4 separate regions of the Mus musculus genome follow, and all the other regions are linked to region 3. The links are chromatin contacts, called in public promoter capture Hi-C maps. All regions are on one chromosome and are shown on one strand. The core of a region is the stretch at or near the end of the contact, and the rest is flanking DNA. Distances in the headings are between cores, read along the strand shown.

What was found. Promoter capture Hi-C pulls out the DNA fragments that hold promoters and counts their contacts.
Region 1: a promoter capture Hi-C map of pre-B cells shows a contact between it and region 3, with 11 times the contacts expected there. The contact joins the promoter of 1700095J07Rik here to the promoter of Slc35b4 in region 3. A contact is called at or near these places in 2 of 39 promoter capture datasets (liver and pre-B cells).
Region 2: a contact with region 3 is called in a promoter capture Hi-C map of pre-B cells, with 5 times the contacts expected there. The contact joins the promoter of Trim24 here to the promoter of Slc35b4 in region 3. A contact is called at or near these places in 2 of 39 promoter capture datasets (liver and pre-B cells).
Region 4: a contact with region 3 is called in a promoter capture Hi-C map of pre-B cells, with 4 times the contacts expected there. The contact joins the promoter of Ahcyl2 here to the promoter of Slc35b4 in region 3. A contact is called at or near these places in 1 of 39 promoter capture datasets (pre-B cells) and 1 of 484 Hi-C or Micro-C datasets (CD4 T cells).

Annotation. Positions count from the first base shown.
Region 1 is chr6:30,302,389-30,307,063 of GRCm38.p6, forward strand. 1700095J07Rik (RIKEN cDNA 1700095J07 gene) reads left to right here and starts at 2,227. Exons shown (of 2, transcript NR_166056.1): 1 at 2,227-2,701. It overlaps Ube2h (ubiquitin-conjugating enzyme E2H), which reads right to left and starts at 2,151. Exons shown (of 7, transcript NM_009459.3): 1 at 1,664-2,151. The coding sequence starts at 1,716.
Region 2 is chr6:37,869,284-37,873,748 of GRCm38.p6, forward strand. Trim24 (tripartite motif-containing 24) reads left to right here and starts at 1,528. Exons shown (of 19, transcript NM_145076.4): 1 at 1,528-2,191. The coding sequence starts at 1,828.
Region 3 is chr6:34,175,801-34,180,352 of GRCm38.p6, forward strand. Slc35b4 (solute carrier family 35, member B4) reads right to left here and starts at 1,254. Exons shown (of 10, transcript NM_021435.3): 1 at 978-1,254. The coding sequence starts at 1,054. Gm13855 (a long non-coding RNA gene) reads left to right here and starts at 1,248. Exons shown (of 3, transcript XR_868963.3): 1 at 1,248-1,422; 2 at 2,405-2,564; 3 at 3,481-3,577.
Region 4 is chr6:29,766,012-29,770,131 of GRCm38.p6, forward strand. It overlaps Ahcyl2 (S-adenosylhomocysteine hydrolase-like 2), which reads left to right and starts at 2,432. Exons shown (of 17, transcript NM_001171000.2): 1 at 2,432-2,895. The coding sequence starts at 2,527.

The DNA.
Region 1 (4,675 bases), core at 977-3,476, 3.9 Mb before region 3:
ACAGCCACAAACAGCCCATAAAAGAGTAGATGTCACATTTGCCTAGGTGTGTATCTAGCGTAATACTCTTTCTTACTGGCTTCACTCTAGTCCTTCCTACTACTGCCCTTCCCCCAAATTCTAGATTTCAAACCCTAAAACTTGCGAGTCTAACCACTATTCTTAATTTCTAGCCAGCTCTCCCCTGGGCAAAGAGAAAAAATACCTTCTTATTCTTGAAAAGATGTCACAAAAAAAAAAAAAAAAAGAAAGAAAATGAAAAAGAAAACTCTTGCCTAGGCAACTTTCCTCCCATCCCCCAAGTTAAAATCCTAAGCAAAAACTACTTTTAAAAACTTCAGCAAATTCCATAACTGAGTTTTTGACAACCACCACTGATGTTTAGGAAAAATAAAAAAATAAAAAACAGCAACAAGTAAGAGAAGGAATTACCTGAAGAATCTAGACAAACAACTTGAGTTATATAAACAAAATCCTGCAACGGGGGAAATGGTTGGGGGATGGGGGCGAGGCAGAAAAGAGAAACAGGAGACAAGACTTGTTAACAGCCTTTCACACACTACCGCCCCCCCTCACCCTCTCCCTGGGGATCAGCTATTTACAACACTGGGCTCTCACCCCCACCCTCAAAAAATAAAAACATTTTTTTAAATGCTCGATTTGCCTTAGGAACCTTCGCGAATTTCTCTACTGGTCATGCAAAAAAAAATCAGCCTGGATTCCAACCAAAACCACTGCCTGGAGGACTCTTATCAGTTACAGCTCTCCCACTGCAACCTCGGGTGTATATAAAGCTGGGGGAAGGGGTAGAAAATAAAAGGTGTCACTTGGCCCAGATCAGGGCAAGCAGTCCCCAAGAACCATATCCTCAGAGGGAGTTTTGCTCAAGTGGCTATTTTGTTCGGGGAGCTCCTTTCTCTCCTTCGTCCCAGCTGTCAGTTCCACAATATGGAGGGTGGCCTGCCTGCTAAGAGGGCCTGGGGGTCCTCACTGCATGCACTATGAGTGGGATAGGCTTTGTGAGTAGAAAGAAAAACAGGAAGGTTCTCCAGACCAGAAGGCTTAACAGGAGTGTCTGATTTAAAACACACGGAGCTCTTTATTACAAGAGGGGGCCCTGGGCAGGCTACTCTCTTCCTAATATAGAAAGGAATTAGGGATAAAGAAGGTTGCTTGAGTTACCCCAGTTTAAGCAGCACTGTGACTGGAAGGAACAGGGACACCCGAGAGAGAGAGAAAGAGAGAGAGAGAGAAAGGCTTCCCTCTCAGGAATTTCTATAATGAACCCATAAACCCAAAGCTAGCAAACAGGAAGCAAAGACCCTGAAGATGAGCTCCCGGTGACGAAGGAGGCGTCTAGTTATACCCCCACACACACCCCTAAGAAAGGGCCGTCTTAGGAATCCAAACGTCGTAGAGGGAAAGTCAGGGGCTGGGGGTGGGGGGGGAGTGCAAGGAAGGCGAAGAACAACGCACATCTCGGGGGGCTGCAGATAAAGGGGGACTGAAAAAGCCCTCGGCTCCGGGGAGGTGCCAAGGGGCCGCCGTAGGCACTGGGGGAGGGAGGGGAGGCGCGGCCAGTGGCCTGGAGTGCCCCGGAGCCCTCGAGTGGGCACCCCCACCCGCCCCACACGCAGTCCGAATTCCCCTCCATGAAGGATACAGCTTGACTACGTCCGTGTCCATCCGCCTCTTGCCGGGACTGGGGGATGACATGGTGTCGCCGCTGCCGCTGCCTCCCCGTCGCCTGCGCCGCCGCCGCCTCTCTCCCCTCCTTGGCCCGTCTGTCACGGGCTCCGGGCCCAGCTCGCAGGGCCCCGCGGCCTCGCCGGCTCCTCGGCCGAGGTGGCAACACCCGCGCGGTCCCGTGGGGTCCGCTCAGCCGCCGCCCCCCGCACGGGGGAACACCGGGCACTGCCCCGCCGAGTGGGGGCGGGGACCGAGGCGCCCGCTCGGGCTGCCCTCCGACTGAGGCTCCGCCGCGGCCCGGGCTGCCGCTGCTCCGCGCCGTGCGCCGCTCCCTCCCGCCTGCGCTAGCTCGTTCGCCTGCCCGCCCGCTCGCTCACGCTCTCGCCAGCTCCCAGCTGCTTCCTCCACAAGCCGACGACTCCAGCTCGGTCGGCCTCTCTACCCTAGCCTCGCTCTAGGCGCCGTGATGTCACCTCTGTGACGTCATCTGAGGGGCGGGGCGCCGGTGGGAGGGGAGGAGCATCGTCGTCGCGGTGTAAGCTTGTCAGGGGAGTTCTGGGAGATGTAGTTCCTCTTTCTCCTGCCATCGTGCATTCCCTCCGCCCCCTCCCCCAACCTCCTCACACACTTCATCGATCAACTGCCAGTGTCGTTACCATCAACATAAACGACGGTAGTAAATAATGGCAGTATGATTACATTCATACTTTATGTACCACCCTCTCAACAGTGCTGCAAAGGCTGTTTGGATATGGAGGAGGCCAAAGTGGCAATTACTCAGACTGGCGTCCAAATCTGGAAATTCCCACACCAGCATGTTCTCTCCACTCTGCTCCCTCTTCAGAGGGAATTGGTTTGCAGGGATTTAGACTACAGTAAGGCTTCCCCAGAGCTTGCAAACAGGGTTCATTTACCCTCTATGCAAACAAGGTCAACAACTCCGGAACTGCAGTAGAAGCAGCAAAGAACAGAAATAATTTGATACTAACATCCTCATTCTACAGAATTTGAGGTAAGTTGAGGTCCTTTTTAAAATCACAAAGGTGACTGATAGAAGCACCCTAAATAAGTTATAATGCAGAACAAAGACACAGTTCTGCCCTCTGAACTCCTATATCAGTTCATGACTCTGAGGATACAGTGTAGATGAAGATGAAATTTACACAGCTCTCCCAGAATGGACCAGAGTGTCAGCATCATTTGAGAACTAGGAAGGAATGCCTCTAGAAGGGCCTTAGGCCTACTCAATTAACATATGCAGTTGAACTAAGTTCTCAGACAGTTCCCTGAACAGTGAAGTCTGAGATATACTGCTCTACAGGGCTCAAAAGTACTGTAAACCTAAGGAGCAACAAGGTAAAAGAGGCAGAATAGTGCCAAGTATCCTCAAAAGCTTTATCTATTGTCTTTTCTCTATGACACACACTTGGACTTTGTCAGGTCAGGTACTGAGGGCTAAATTGAAGATCATTTGCTCCTATCTTTCTACCCTTCAAAATGCCAGCTATTTTTTTTTTTTTAGTTGTAACATACATATAAAATATACAATGTTAACCATATTTAAATATTCAATGCAACAGCAAAAAACCATTAAATATTGTGCAAGTATGACTAGTGCTCATTTCCTGAACCTTTTCATCAATCCAGACAGAAATCATGTGCCCTTAAAAGAATAACCCCTCCTCCCCATCCCACCAGCCCCTGGTAACTTCCACTCTATGTTCTGGGGAGAAAAAAAGACTATCCATTGCTTTCTCCTAGGAGAAATCTGTCAGCAGACGGGTATGAAAAGACTTCTAGCCACCTTTATCTGATCACTTCATTGAAGGAAGAAAACAAAACAAAACAAGATTTGTCTTTCTCACTGTCTGCACCAGACTCCCTAGGGTGTTATTGCCCCTACCAGCTTTCCTAGAGTGGCTCCCCCAGCCTCCTTTGCCTGATTACCTCCCTCCCCTGTGCTAAGACAGTGGTTTTCAAGCTTGGCCCAACACCTCAGAATCACCTGGGGAGCTTGTTAAGCTCACACAGAGTCCAGGAACTGCTGCTGGGAATTCAGAAGGTCTGGGGTGAGGCCTAAATAGCCTTGTCTTTAACAAGTACCCCGGATGTTTCCGATGCTGGCCAAAGTCAGAAAAGCTCTGCCGTCAAGATTCCAAAAGATGTCTCAATTTCGAGACACCTATCTGACTGTTAAGTGCATTTATAAAGTCCTATGCCCAAAAGGCAGGAGCTGTGTGCTCTCTGCTCCTCCACCACACACACAGTGGCACCTAGAGGACCTGTGGTCATTGTCTCTAAAACCACAGCATATATATAGAACAGACAGTCAAGGAAAGGACACTAGAGGAAGAAAGGCCTGGAGTTAGGGCTTAAAAATTCTACATGGTCTTTTCCTCCTCACTGATACAACTGCTGTGAGCAAAAAAACTTGGGAGACTAACCAGAGAAGTGTTTCATAACGGAAACTTGCAGACCACGCTGATGGTGGCAAGCCTGCTCCCTCCACAGGTAACGGAGGGTGAGCCCTGGAAGCAGTCTTAGCAAAGGAGAACCATGATGTCCTTTGGAGGTTGTTGGTGGTGGTGGGTTTTTGGTTTAGTTTGGTTTGGTTTTTCGAGACAGGGTTTCTCTGTATACCCCTGGCTGTCCTGGAACTCACTTTGTAGACCAGGCTGGCCTCGAACTCAGAAATCCTCCTGCCTCTGCCTCCCAAGTGCTGGGATTGAAGGCGTGTGCCACCACGCCCACTGTTTTTTTTTTGGGGGGGGTGGATTTATTTCTGTTTAATACATATGACTGTCTGCTTGCATGAATCCATGTGTATTATGTGCCTGGTGCCCTTAGAGGCTAGAAGAGAAAGAGTCATTTTCCCTGGAACTGTTGTTACAGGTTACAGACAGTTTTGAGCCCCTTTGTAGGTACTGGGGACCAAACTTAAATCCTCTACAGAAGCCGCACTACATCTTAGCTGCAGAGCCATCTC
Region 2 (4,465 bases), core at 278-2,777, 3.7 Mb after region 3:
CTTTGAGGTAGAGTCACGCCATTGTCTCCTTCTGTAAACCTTAATCCAGCTGAGTCTGCCCATCACCTGGATAAGGGACCATCCCTTAGAAAGGCAGGTTCACCTTCAGCCACGCTAAAGACACAGAGGAATAATCTCTTTAATAAACAGTGTTCTTCCCCCAAATTCCTGGCCCATAGTGCAGTAGTTCCAGATTCCCCACGAGATTCTCCAGGATTTCTGTCTATTCTGTCTCAGAAACTCCCAACCTTCTCTTTGTCTTCTCTTTTCTTTTGGGTGTTAGCCTAATACACAGTCTCTGATAGTTTCGGCTTCCTTACTCTTTCTCTAAAGCTCCCCTCCATGTGGCTGCTGTAACCATGTGGCTGTTTAACACAAATGGCATGGCATCTCTTCCACTTCTCCATCTTCCTCTGGGCAGCTGCTGAGATTTACAGCTTGCCTGCATTGGTTTTTTTCTTTCTTTTCTTTTAAACTCTAATAAAATTTCCTCCAGCTTCTTTTGAGGCTCTTCTTAAATTCTTTTATTAATGAGACTAAGAACCTCAAGAGGGGACTCTGATTTCCCTAGTAACAGGTGGCACTTCCCATGGGACTCCCCAGAATTTCCGGTAACAAGCACGGGAGAAGGAAGACATGAAATATAATACTGAAACTCTAAAACCAGAATTGAGGTCCCCCCCCCCCCTTTTGAGACAGGCTTTTACACTGACTAAAACCTAGAATAACTTTGAATTTGTAGTGATTTTCCTGCCTTTGCCTCTGGAGTATTAGTATAGGTGTGTGCTACCACGTCTGCCTTTTTTTTTTTTTTAAGAGTTTAATATTCAGGTACTATGGACACTTGCAGATCATTTATTTAGTCCTCAAAAAAATTAACTGCTTTTATTCATTTAAGAAGCAAAATTAATTTCACCCTTTTCCATTGAGGTCTTTTAAAGTTCCGACAAATTTGTAATTTCTCCCCCTTTACATCATTCTCATTAATTCATCACAGAGATAAATTCAGGCCACAAAAAGAGTAAAGCTGCCTGCACACTCCCCCTTTCACACAATGTGGGCTCATACAACCCGGTTTTGGGTCTCTTCTCGTTTGCACGTAACTTACTTCTTCATCCTCCCGTGGCCCTCCCACGATCTTACTCCTTTACCCATTTAAGTCTCCAGTAGTAAAAGCAGTTTTCCAAGCAGTTTCTTAATTAATCAGGCTGGGTAGACTGGGCAGAGCCCCCGCCCCTTGGGCGGGGCCATAGCGGCGGGCGGAACCCGATGCCTGCTCTGGCTCCTTAACAAATGATTCCTTTACAATCTACAGAAGAGAGACACACACACAGCGAGCCAATCAGCGGCCGCGGTCCTCGCGTCCGGCGGGGCTAGCCCCGCCCACTCCCAACCTCCCGCGGGGGCCGTCCGAGCCTCGCGGGCTTCTGCAGACCCCGCCCCCTGGGCAGGCGCGGCGGTCATTGGATGGCGCTCGGCTCGCAGTCGCCGCGGTTGCTGGGAGAGGGAGGTGGGGGCGGGGCCCGCGGTGGTCCAAGGGGCCCGAGAGAAAGGCTGCTAGGCACGGGCGGGCGCGCTGGGCGGAATCGAGCGTCTCGGTGGCGGTTTGCCTATCGGCCCGCGCGGCGGCGTCGCGGTGCGGGAACCGGTCCCCGTTGACAGCTCCGCGTCTTCCGGCCGCGCCACTCGGGAGGTGGCTTCCTCCCTGTGCTCCCTCCGCGAGTCCGTTCGGCCTCGGAGAAGCGGGAGGCGGCGGCGGCTGCGGAGGTCGTCGGGGGCGGCGGGCGGTGAGCGCGCTCCCGCTTCCCCGGCGGCGGCCGCAGGACAATGGAGGTGGCTGTGGAGAAGGCGGCGGCGGCAGCGGCTCCGGCCGGAGGCCCCGCAGCGGCGGCGCCGAGCGGGGAGAATGAGGCCGAGAGCCGGCAGGGCCCGGACTCGGAGAGCGGCGGCGAGGCGTCCCGGCTCAACCTGTTGGACACTTGCGCCGTGTGCCACCAGAACATCCAGAGCCGGGTGCCCAAGCTGCTGCCCTGCCTGCACTCGTTCTGCCAGCGCTGTTTGCCCGCGCCGCAGCGCTATCTCATGCTGACGGCGCCCGCGCTGGGCTCGGCAGAGACCCCTCCACCCGCTCCCGCCCCCGCCCCCGCCCCGGGCTCCCCGGCCGGTGGTCCTTCGCCATTCGCCACCCAAGGTGAGAGGGGCCCGCGAGGTGGCGGGCGCGACCCGCTGTCACGCGGCTGGGGAGGGGGTGAAATGGGCCCGCGCCGGCTGAGCGACTCGGCGGTCCCTCACTTTTGCAGAGCTCTGACGGTTGTGGCGAGTTAGCTGCTCTCTGCTCCTCCGCAAAGCTTTGTCCGGGTGCATATGATCTGGATCAGCTCGTGTACACCCGGGTTATGCGAGCCGGAGGGGGGAGGAAGGGATGGAGATGAAGTGATGGGGATTTTCTTTGATGATTGATTGCAGATTGGCTGCCGTCTGTTTCGAATCTTGTGCGTTCCGGGCTTTTTACCTTAATGAGTTCCCTCTCTGTCCCCTCCGTAGGGGACAAAGGAACCGGGATAAGTTGTTTTGTTGTCTGCTGCTTTCGGAGATTTTATTTCGAGCGATTCGATAAACGATAGAAAGTAAATAGACTTCCAAAGTGTTTTGTATGCCGTAGTTGGAAGTTACTTTCTCTTTTGTGGTGTTATTGGGTAATTAGTTTTTGACAGGTAGTTTCCTTTGCTTATGTTACCAGGTTTAAATCGTTGAAAGTGATTTGAAGTGCAGTAATTATTTCTGGGAGAACACTTGAAGTTTTTAACTTTTAATATTGCAAATATTTGGGCAAATTGACGTCTTTAAAATGCGAAGTAACTGAGGAAGGGAAATCTTTTTTCTCTTGCTTCTTGGGTTTTGTGTGTGTGTGTGTGTGTGTGTGTATGTTTTGTTTGGCTTATGTAGCAGCCCAGAATTGTCCACAGCTAGCAATCTTCCTGCCTCAGCTTCTTCAGAGTAAAGATAACAGGCATGAGCCATTGCACCTGCTAGCCAGACACTTTTAACATCTCTTTTAAAGGGAATAACTGTTTTAAGTTAATTTGTTAAGTAATTATATTTATTAGGTCAGGATGCAATTGCTGGCTTGGATTGTTGAATTAGATGCATTTAGTTTTTTCTTACAACAGTCTTTAAATACAGGAAACTATTTTCCATGGGTCTCTATTGTTGCAGGAAGCCCACCAGAGGTACACCACTCAGTCTATAGCTAAATGAAAGTATTCCAGCCAGCTGGATTACAATCGGGTATCTAGAATGCAAATGTAATCCAGTGGTTTTCAACCTGTGGGTCCAGACCCCTTGAGAGGGTGGAATGAACCTTTCACAGGGGTCGCATATCAGATATCTTGCATACTAGATATTTACATTTTGATTCATAACGGTAGCAAAATTACCATTATGATGTACCGAAGAAGATAATTTTATGGTTGGGGGCCACCACAACATAAGGAAGTGTGTATTGAAAGGTGGCAGCACTATGATTAAGAGCTTTATATCTTTAGAGCAAGGGGCTTTTTTTTTGTTTGTTTGGTTTTTTGTTGTTTTTGTTGTTTTGAGATAAGGGTTTCTCTGTGTAACAGCTCTGGCTGTCCTGAAGCTTGCTTTGTAGACCAGGCTCAATCAGAAGTTGCAGAAATCTGCCTGCCTCTGCCTCCCTAGTACTAGGATCAAAATTGTGCACTACCACTGCCCTGCAAGGGGCTTTCAGAGGCAAAAACCATATCCTGTTATCTTGCCTTGTAGTTGCGAGCAGGAGGTTTTGTGCAAGCAAGCAGTTTAACAGAAGCTAAGATAAGCAGTTAACTGGAGGGGAAGATTTGTACAAGTGGCCAGTTTAACAGAAGCCAAGCTAGAGTATCTTGACTTTGGGTTCTTAGATTTTGGTAATTTTCCACAATATTCTCCATCAAGGAAGCCAAACTTTGGTCAAACCTAAAATAGTCTCAGCAAAATATAAGATAGGGGAACCTCAGTACTGTCTTGCCTTTTCATATTAACTAATTGGTTCTATGGGCAAGAGTCAAATAGTTGACTTGTACTGTTCTGGGGCATGGTTGGTTCTAAAGATCAGAAGCTTAACTAAGTTTATTCTCTGTTTGATATATTGGACATGCAGATGAAAATGCAGGGTTCAACCGTTAGCTGCATCAGAGGTGGGAGAGGGCAGGACTCCTTTTCCAATCTGGCCAATGCTGTGGCAAGTTCCTGCTAAGCCTGTGAGGACTTGCGAAGGGAAGGGAATGATTGGATATTTTTGCTTGGTGAATAGCTTGGAGTTTGGAAGATGGGAAGTGGTCCCCCAAATATAATTTCAAAAAGGAACAGTCCCCTCCTGGTAAGGAGTGCATTGGGTCCTGAGCAGGAGAGGAAGTTGGCCTAATTCTTGCCAGTTTTCAGTACCAATTTGATCAGAGTCTCCTAA
Region 3 (4,552 bases), core at 4-2,503:
CAAAACTCAAGTTCAAAAATGGAAGGCATCTGGAAATGTTACTGGGCTAGGAGCTTAGACAGATACAGTCCAGCCCATTTTTGCTCTGCCACTTCCAAATAGTGAAAAGATGCCCAACTTTGCATCTGTTTCACTTTCAACAAAACAATGTAACTCTTGGTCACAGGGTTGCCCTAAGCAGTATATAGATAGAAACCTGTAGCTAGTGACTCTGAACTGAGTATTGAACTGTCTGAAAAAGGAGACCGAAGCTCCAAACCTTAAATAACTAACTGGAGCTGTTTAGTCCTAATCGTTTTCCAGTTCATCTCCTGTCTCTTTTCTAACTTCTGCCTACTGAACTTTGCACATAGTTACCCAACGTTATTTGCAAGACACCACACCACAAAGCCAATCCTGTTCCCAATCTACACTTCAAAGAGCACGCTTCTCAACGAAAGACTGTGATGTGCGAAATGCCCAGGGACCATGGTGACAGCTCAGTTGTTATCTGCACCACATCACTCACATATGAGTCTAAGCCAAGTGCTCACAACCATCTATCTCTACGACCAACAAAAACAAATGTTTCGCAAAACATGTCAACACACACACACACACACACACACACACACACACACACACAAAACTTTCTGTGAGAAAAGTTTTGCTCCAGACAGACACGTGTCATTCATTCACTGGTCAGCGAAAGGTGCTAGAGTTGGATGAGTAGTAGTTGGAGAGGGTGCTCCTAGAGACCTAGGATCGGTCACGTGAGAAAGTCTCCAGGCTTCAAACTCCCCAAAGTGTGGCTTGGAGATGCCGACAGCAGCACTCTGGATGTTCCTGTCACCTGGATGCTAACGAATGGAGGAGTGCCAGGGCTGCAGAGTAGCTGACTGCGTGGGTATCCCGTGCAGCGCACTAGGGAGGCGGCCAGGGCTAGCAACCCCGGACCAGCTTCGAGAACCCGGGCGCGGCCCGAGAGGGTCACTCACCGGGCCAGCAGCTCTAGGAAGATCACATTACTGCAGCAGCCTGCGAACACCAGGCCCACCGCGAAGGCCGGGCGCATGGCCGGTGCGGGGCACGGGGAGCCAGCGCGCAGAAAAAGCGCCCTTTCAGTTCGCTACCCTAGAAAATCCGCGCGCAACATCACCACCGCCAGCGGTTCCCTCCCTGAGGGCCGTCTTGATCAACTCTTCCTCCGCAGCTGCCACCGACGCGGCCAGACCAGGAGCTGTAGTTCTCAGTCATACCCGGTCCCATTCATTTGAGGGGGCGTCCTAGGGCTAACCAAACTACATGTCCCAGCAGACCGCGCGCCTTTACGGCAGGCGTGAAAAAAACAGGCAAGTTTCCCCCGAAGGCTCGCGTGAGTCGGTGTCGCACTGCCTTCTGGGAAATGAAGTCCCAATGCTGTTCGTGTTCAGTACCATAAAGGTTGGAATGGGATTCAACGAAATAGCTTGTGTGCTCCCTGTAACTGACTTCTCATTAGAGTATTCTAGCATCTGTAACAACTCACCTGCAACTGAGAGAATGTAGAAATTCCTGTAACATCTAAACCGAATTCTAGGACAACAGCGAACCTAAAAGTTTTGAGATTGAGCCTTGGCTTAAACTGCCTGTTTAGAGCATTGGCTTAGTACTCCACTCTCATCACAGGGGAAGATAGGCCTGTCTTACTAATAGTTGTTGTAGAATAGACTAATACAGTAAATGTATTGCTTTATGTCGTGATTTTTGTAGAGACACTGAACACATGTCTTGTGCTGGCATTTTGCCAGCTTAAGGTGCTCATTAAATATTGAATTTAACTGATAAAAGGCATTCTTTTTGCCATAGTTCTTGTTTCTAGTCTCCTTTGAAAGACAGACATTCCCAATTTCAGAATGCACTAGAGCTTATTGAAAATTCAAAGTTCAGGACCACAAATAAAAATTGTGCTCAGTAACCATCATTTAGAGCATGCAGGCGCCAGGATTCTGATGAGATCTCTGGGTCACAAGTTGGGGAAGCCACTGGCAAGTTAGTTGTGAATCTTGAGGAAAACTTCGGAGTGTTTATGTTTATCCCCTAAATTGCCTCCCATCATGTGGTGTCACTGCTGATGCAATCACACGTATGAAGGGGCACAGTTCTGAGCAGTAGCACTAGTCTTACATAATAGGAAGAAATAGGGCTGTTAATTCATCGCATCTATGAAAAACTGGTCTTGCTAGGTGTACAAACACAGAACACAAAGGCACTGGCCTATGTACATAGTTGATGGTCACCATGCAGTCTTTCTTGCTATTGCTGTTGAATCGGAGTGAACACCAAGAGGCTCAGTAACTGATGCCACAAGACTTCAGCTGAAGGGTAAAAGGCACGTGCTTCCTTTCAACACTTAAATGCTGACGTGAGCATTGTATGTGCGCAGCATATGTCTTTCAGGTGCGCTCAGAGGCCAGACAAAGGCATCCGATCTAGAGCTGGAGTTTCAGAGGTTGTAAGCCATTCCCTGAGTGCTCCAAGTTGAACCTGGGTTCTCTGCCAGAGCAGCCAGTGCTCTCAACCACAAAAGCATCTCTCCCATCCAGGTATGGCCAGTTTTGACTGGAGTGCTTGAACGTTGGCATTCTCAGAGTTTCCCCGGGTGATTTCTGTAGCTGAAGCTGAGAGCTGTTGAGGAAGGGGAAGTACTTAGAGGGACGGAGTCAGTGACATCAGTAGGTCATCTTTAAAGTGTCACCTCAGCCTGATTAAACTGAAATCCATAGGGAATGGAACCCAGGATCATCTGTCATTGAAACTCCAAGGCTGGGAAGCCTCACTTTGACTTAGTTCAGTTCTCAAGCCTGGCTACATGATAGAGCCACATGAGAGACTTTAACAATTTGCTGAACCACGAAACTAAGCCCAAAAATATCAGAGCCACTGCCAACCAAATAAGGAAGACACCTAAGTTTGATGTCTAAGCGGTGACATCTGTAGATGCTTCTGGCTAGAGAAAAGCTGAGCCTTAGCTCTGATTGGACTGGAGATTATTTCACGGCACACAAAGCTTCACTTCTCATCTACCGCTCCCATGCACACACCAAACTTGGAAGTACTTGAAGGGCGTTCTAATCATCTCTTCCTGAGTCTCAGATAAAAATCAAAACAGACTTAAGTAAATGAACGAAGAAGGAGTCTGAGTGTCTGCATATGCTCTGGATCTTCCTCCGTATTTCTGTCTTAACCTATCCCAGTTTTTAGTAAGAATATATTTACTATACATATCGATGACCTGGGCTCTTGTTCAAATGCTGACTCTGGGTTCTTCTACAAACTAAACACAGGTTAAACATTTCTAACAAGCTTTGAGTTCGTGCCAGGTCTCCTGGTCTGTGGGCCACACTCTAGTGAGTAGAAGACTATTCATTAACTCACTCTAGAAACTGCTCTATTCCTGCCCTCACTGGTTCAGAGAATTCAGGCCAACAAAACTATCTGTGAATTCCTTCTTCTCCTTAGCCTGCAAGCATGCTAAAGACCCAACCAGACCGAACCAGCTAACCAACCAGCCAACCAGCCAACCAGCCAACCAGCCAACCAGCCAACCAGCCAACCAGCCAACCAACCAGCAAAAAGCCCCACCAAAGCAAAAGAAAGAAAGAAGTAAGGAAAGTTTATTTTTCTTTTTCTTCATTTTAATGACAAATGTCTTCAAGTAGTAATGAATATTCTTAGTCTACTTTAAAATGCCTTTAATATATTTTTTAGAATTTCATACATGCATACAATTATTCAATCATACTTACCCCTCCCTCCTTCCTTAACTCTTCATGTATCCTGCACCTTAAAAGATTATTTTTCCGCCAGAGAAATGAGCAAATTCAAGCCCAATTAAAATATATATAAATACAGGCTTATTGGGAAACTGCTCTCGGGAGGCCAAGTACACTGGGCCCCAAAGTAGGAGGCTAGGGAAGTTGCCATGGGAAGGGAGAGAAAGGGGAAGGGGGAGAGAAAAAGAGAAAGTATGCTGGTAGAGAGAAGGAAAGAGGGAGGGGGAAAAGCTGAGACCAATGGATAATGAATAGAAAAACCTCCTAGGGAAGGACAGCCCAGCCCCTGGGCTGGAAAGTCCAGGGTTGGGGATGGGATATGCCCGGTAGGGACTGGGGGATGCTGGGAAAACCTGGAGGCCAGGTCTGCTTTGCTGTGTTAAATATGTACCTCCACCCCTTGTCCAGAGCATGAAACTCAGCACACTTGTCCCCCTTCCAACTTTGTATACTCTTATATGAAACCCATTGAAACACATTGATGCGATGCAGTCTACATATGAATGGTCAGGGGCCACCCACTAGGCATGATCAACATACCAGGGACAACACACCCAAGAAAAACTGACTACCCCTCTCCCAGCAGCCATCAACAGATGGTAACGCCTCAGCTAGAGGTGAAGGCTCTTGTGCCCCTAATCCACCAATGCTGGACTGTTGACTGGCTTCATCCTGTGCAGTTTTTGCAGGGAACCACAGCTGCTTTGAGTTCCGGAGAGCAATAATTCTGTCAAGTATAGAGGACACTGTTTCTCCTC
Region 4 (4,120 bases), core at 1,182-3,681, 4.4 Mb before region 3:
GGGCCATTTCTTCGTAACAGGAAGGAAATGATCAAAACCGGACATGTGAGGAGAAAGCCTAATAAGCTCTTGTGTCTGGCAGACTTTTGGGTTCTGTGGAAATGGCAATGCTCAGGTGCCTTCCAGCATAGACTTAGAGACCGGGAAATGACAGCTCCTAAAGCTCCCACATGAAGAGACTTCCACGGTACTAGAAGGATCATGACAGGAACTCAAGCAGGCGATTTCTCCGTTTGTCTCTGTCTTTTTTTTTTTTTTTTTTTAAGGACAATTTTTTTAAAGATTTATTTATTATTATATGTAAGTACACTGTAGCTGTCTTCAGACACTCCAGAAGAGGGCGCCAGATCTTGTTACGGATGGTTATGAGCCACCTTGTGGTTGCTGGGATTTGAACTCTGGACCTTCGGAAGAGCAGTCGGGTGCTCTTACCCACTGAGCCATCTCACCAGCCCCCGTTTGTCTCTGTCTTATTCTTGCTTAGAAAAAAGTAGCTTTTCCAATGACAAGCTGGCCGGTAGTCCAAGGGAGCTGTTAGGGCTGCAGTCACTTTTTGAACAGCCACAAACCATAATCCTCTTTGCCTCAGTTTCTTTAGGAATAAAAAAGCCTACCTCATAATATGCTAAAAGTCAACCACATCTTAGTGCCCTTTTCCCCCTTTAGGTAATATTCACATAAAAATTTAAAGAATGTGCAACTAAAATAATTTTTAAGCTTATGCATATGTGTGTGTCTGTAGGACAAGAGGGTGTCACACCCCCTGGAGCTGGAGTTGCAGGTGGTTGTGAGTTGCCCAATGTAGTTGTTGGGAACAAATTACAGCAAGGGCTCATAAATTTTGAGCCAACTCTCAAATCCCTAGAAAGTATGGTGTTGTCTCCTACTTTTTAGTCTAACTTCCTTCCTCCCTCTTTCTGTAATGTATATGTGTGCTCTAACTGCTTGTACATCTGCAGGTCAGAAGAGGGCATCAGATCACCACTATAGTTGGTTGTGAGCCACCATGTGGTTGCTGGGACTTGAACTCCAGACCTCTGGAAGAGCAGCAGATGCTCTTAACTGATAAGCCATCTTGATGTTGTTATATGCCCCTTCCCCTTCCCCGCCAGGGTATCTCTGTGTAGTCCTGGCTGTCCTGGAAATTGCTCTGTAGACCAGGCTGCCTGCCTCTGCCTCCCAAGTGCTGGGATTAAAGGCTTATGCCACCACCGCCTGGCTTTTAGTCTGATTTTTAAAATTATAAGCATTTATTTCCTTTTATCATTAAAAGACTATTGGAGAACTCTTCTTAAAAGAAAAAAAATTCTATCATCAGTAGAACATTACTTTCAGGTAAGTTTCTTCTTTTTGTGACAGGCTTTGGCTAAGCAGTCAAAGCTAACCTCAACACATTTCTGATTCTCAGGTCTCTGTCTCCTGAGTGTTGGGCTTACCACTATGACCAAATGGTACGCAATTTTATTTTATTTTTGTTATTAAAAATAAAACTGGCAGCTGGTGATCTGGTCAAAAGTTAATTGAATTTGTTGCTCATTTAGAGGGCCCAGGGTAGATTCCCAGTTCTTTTCTGGTCCTTTAATTACATGTGTGCGGTAGAATTAACTTTTTTTTTTTTTTTTTTAAAGACAGGGCCTTGCTTCATAGCTCAGCTGGCCTCGAACTATTATCACTGGTGACGCATACACTTCAGATGTTCAAATTATTACTGCGTACTCCACCATACCCTGACGAGATTTCTTTCTTTGGGGATTTGATTTTAGTTACTTAATTCAAGAGTACGCCAGAAAGCATGACAGCAGGAAATGGCTTATTTCTTTTCTTCTAGAAACCAACCCACTGAAGAAAGGCTCGGAACGGAATGGAGAAACCCCATGCCTTCTAGCCTGGAGCCGGAATTCATCTCACCTGACCTGCCGCTTTTCCTTTAAAGGCCGCCCACGTGATAGCACACATGCGCACACTCCGGAGGAAATTCACGCCGTCAGGGGAGCGAGTCATTCTTGCCCCCCACTTTCCCTGGGGTTTCTGGCATTCCTTTCCGGAAACCACAACCCCTCTGGAGACATTCTCCTCATCTATTCCGTCGCGTCATCCGTTTTTATACTTTTCTGTTAGTCGCTGTCCTGGGAGTTCCCTCTCCATCAAAAACTACTTTCCGGAGGAGGGACGAAAGGACTACAACTCCCAGGGGACTCTGCGGCCTATCCCCCACCCACCCCCCCGCGAGGCGAGCGCAGTGCAAGTTGGTTGCTGAGGTCCCACGGTCTTCTAGTCGCGTGCAACCCGGAGCAAGCGCACTACAGGTTCTGTGGCGCCTCGCGCGTGAGTCAGACAGGGGTGGGGCGAGGCTCGAGAGGCCGGGCTGGCGGCGAGCGAGCGGGCGGGCGGAGGAAGGGGGTGGGAGCGGAGGCGATGGAGGGGAGGAGTGGGGGTATGGGGGAGGGAAGGGGAAGGGAGGCGGGAGGCGGGGCCGAGTGGGAGCTGGTGCGAGAGTCAGAGTCGGCGGTTGCAGTGGAGGCGGTGATGTCGGTGCAGGTTGTGTCAGCAGCGGCAGCCGCCAAGGTGCCTGAGGTGGAGCTGAAGGATCTGAGCCCCTCCGAGGCGGAGCCCCAGTTGGGACTGAGCGCGGCGGCCGTGGGCGCCATGGTACCCCCAGCGGGTGGCGGGGACCCAGAGGCTCCAGCTCCGGCTCCCGCGGCGGAGCGGCCCCCGGCCCCCGGCCCGGGCTCGGGGCCCACCGCGGCTCTGAGCCCTGCGGCCGGGAAGGTCCCTCAAGCGTCCGCCATGAAGCGGAGCGACCCTCATCACCAGCACCAGCGGCATCGCGACGGCGGCGAGGCCTTGGTCAGCCCCGACGGCACGGTCACCGAGGCGCCGCGCACGGTCAAGAAGGTACTGGGGTCGGGCTGCCTCGCTTCTCGGAGAGGCGGGGAGGGCGGGCACGGGAGTGGCGGCCCTTCAGGGCACGGCGGCACCCGGTTCCACACCCTCTAGATCGTGGAGCCGAGAGTCTTCTCCCACCCTTGAACCCGCTCTTAGAGCGGCCGCCACCCGGTGCTCCGCTGCGAAGCGAAGCCTCTAGGTACCACGGGCGTACTTTACTAATAACATGGAGGTAGCGCCCTTCACTACTACTTGAACGAGGCAGGGGGAGGAGAAGCACCTACTACTACACCCGGCGCCTCCAGCACACTCCCGCGTGTAATTTTCCGGACTGTTCGGTGGCATAGAAAAACCTTCCCTCCAGCGATAAGGATAGCAAGATCTTTTTCCTTGGAGAACGAGGAAGCTGTAGTTAGCTCTCTCTCATGAGAGCTCGGGAAACCCTCTGAGTTGCCTGGCTTCTGTACAGATGATGACTTTCTGCCTTTCTGTGGCCAACAGCTCTCCACAGGGTAGTACTGATCTGTGCCCTTCCTTTCTAGCCATTGCAATTCTCTTGTACTGCGATTGTAGACCGGTAATGGAAAGATGCTTCATTCACCCTGAAGAGGGCTGGTCTCTAGGATTACCAGATTGTACCTGAAGAGAATGCTTATTTTATTCATATCTTTATCGTGAGCAGAAAGTGTTAGGAAGAAATGCTTGCTACTTTGAGGAAAGTAATCGTTTGGGGCTGTCGGCTTCCTTCATAAATAGAAACGTGTAATGATGGTACCCCCGAATTATTTATATATTGGCTATACCCTTTACCCACTCCCCTCGTTTTTTCTCCCATTTATTGATGTCAGCACAAGAGGTAAAAGACAAGATCTGTGGATCATCTAAAAAAAAATGTGGCTTTCATTTCTTGGGAACAGTATGAACACAATGATTTACGTTTTTTCCCATTATAATGGGTGCATTTTGTTCCGTCAGAACAACAGTAAAAAAAGATATGAAGTGTACATTGGGTTTACTATGTAGAGTTTAGGTGAACCTTGGCTCCAGCAAAACATTTTGTTGTAATTACCTCATGACTTAGGGCAGTTAACTTTTTCATTTGGTAGTGCTAAATGATGTCAGAGGCAAGACTGAAGGAATTTAACAGTGCTTTAGGGCATGCTGTGTCCTTTGCAGTTTGGTGTGTTGTCCTCCCCTCTCCATGCAATTATAGTTAAATGGAGGAATTACACTT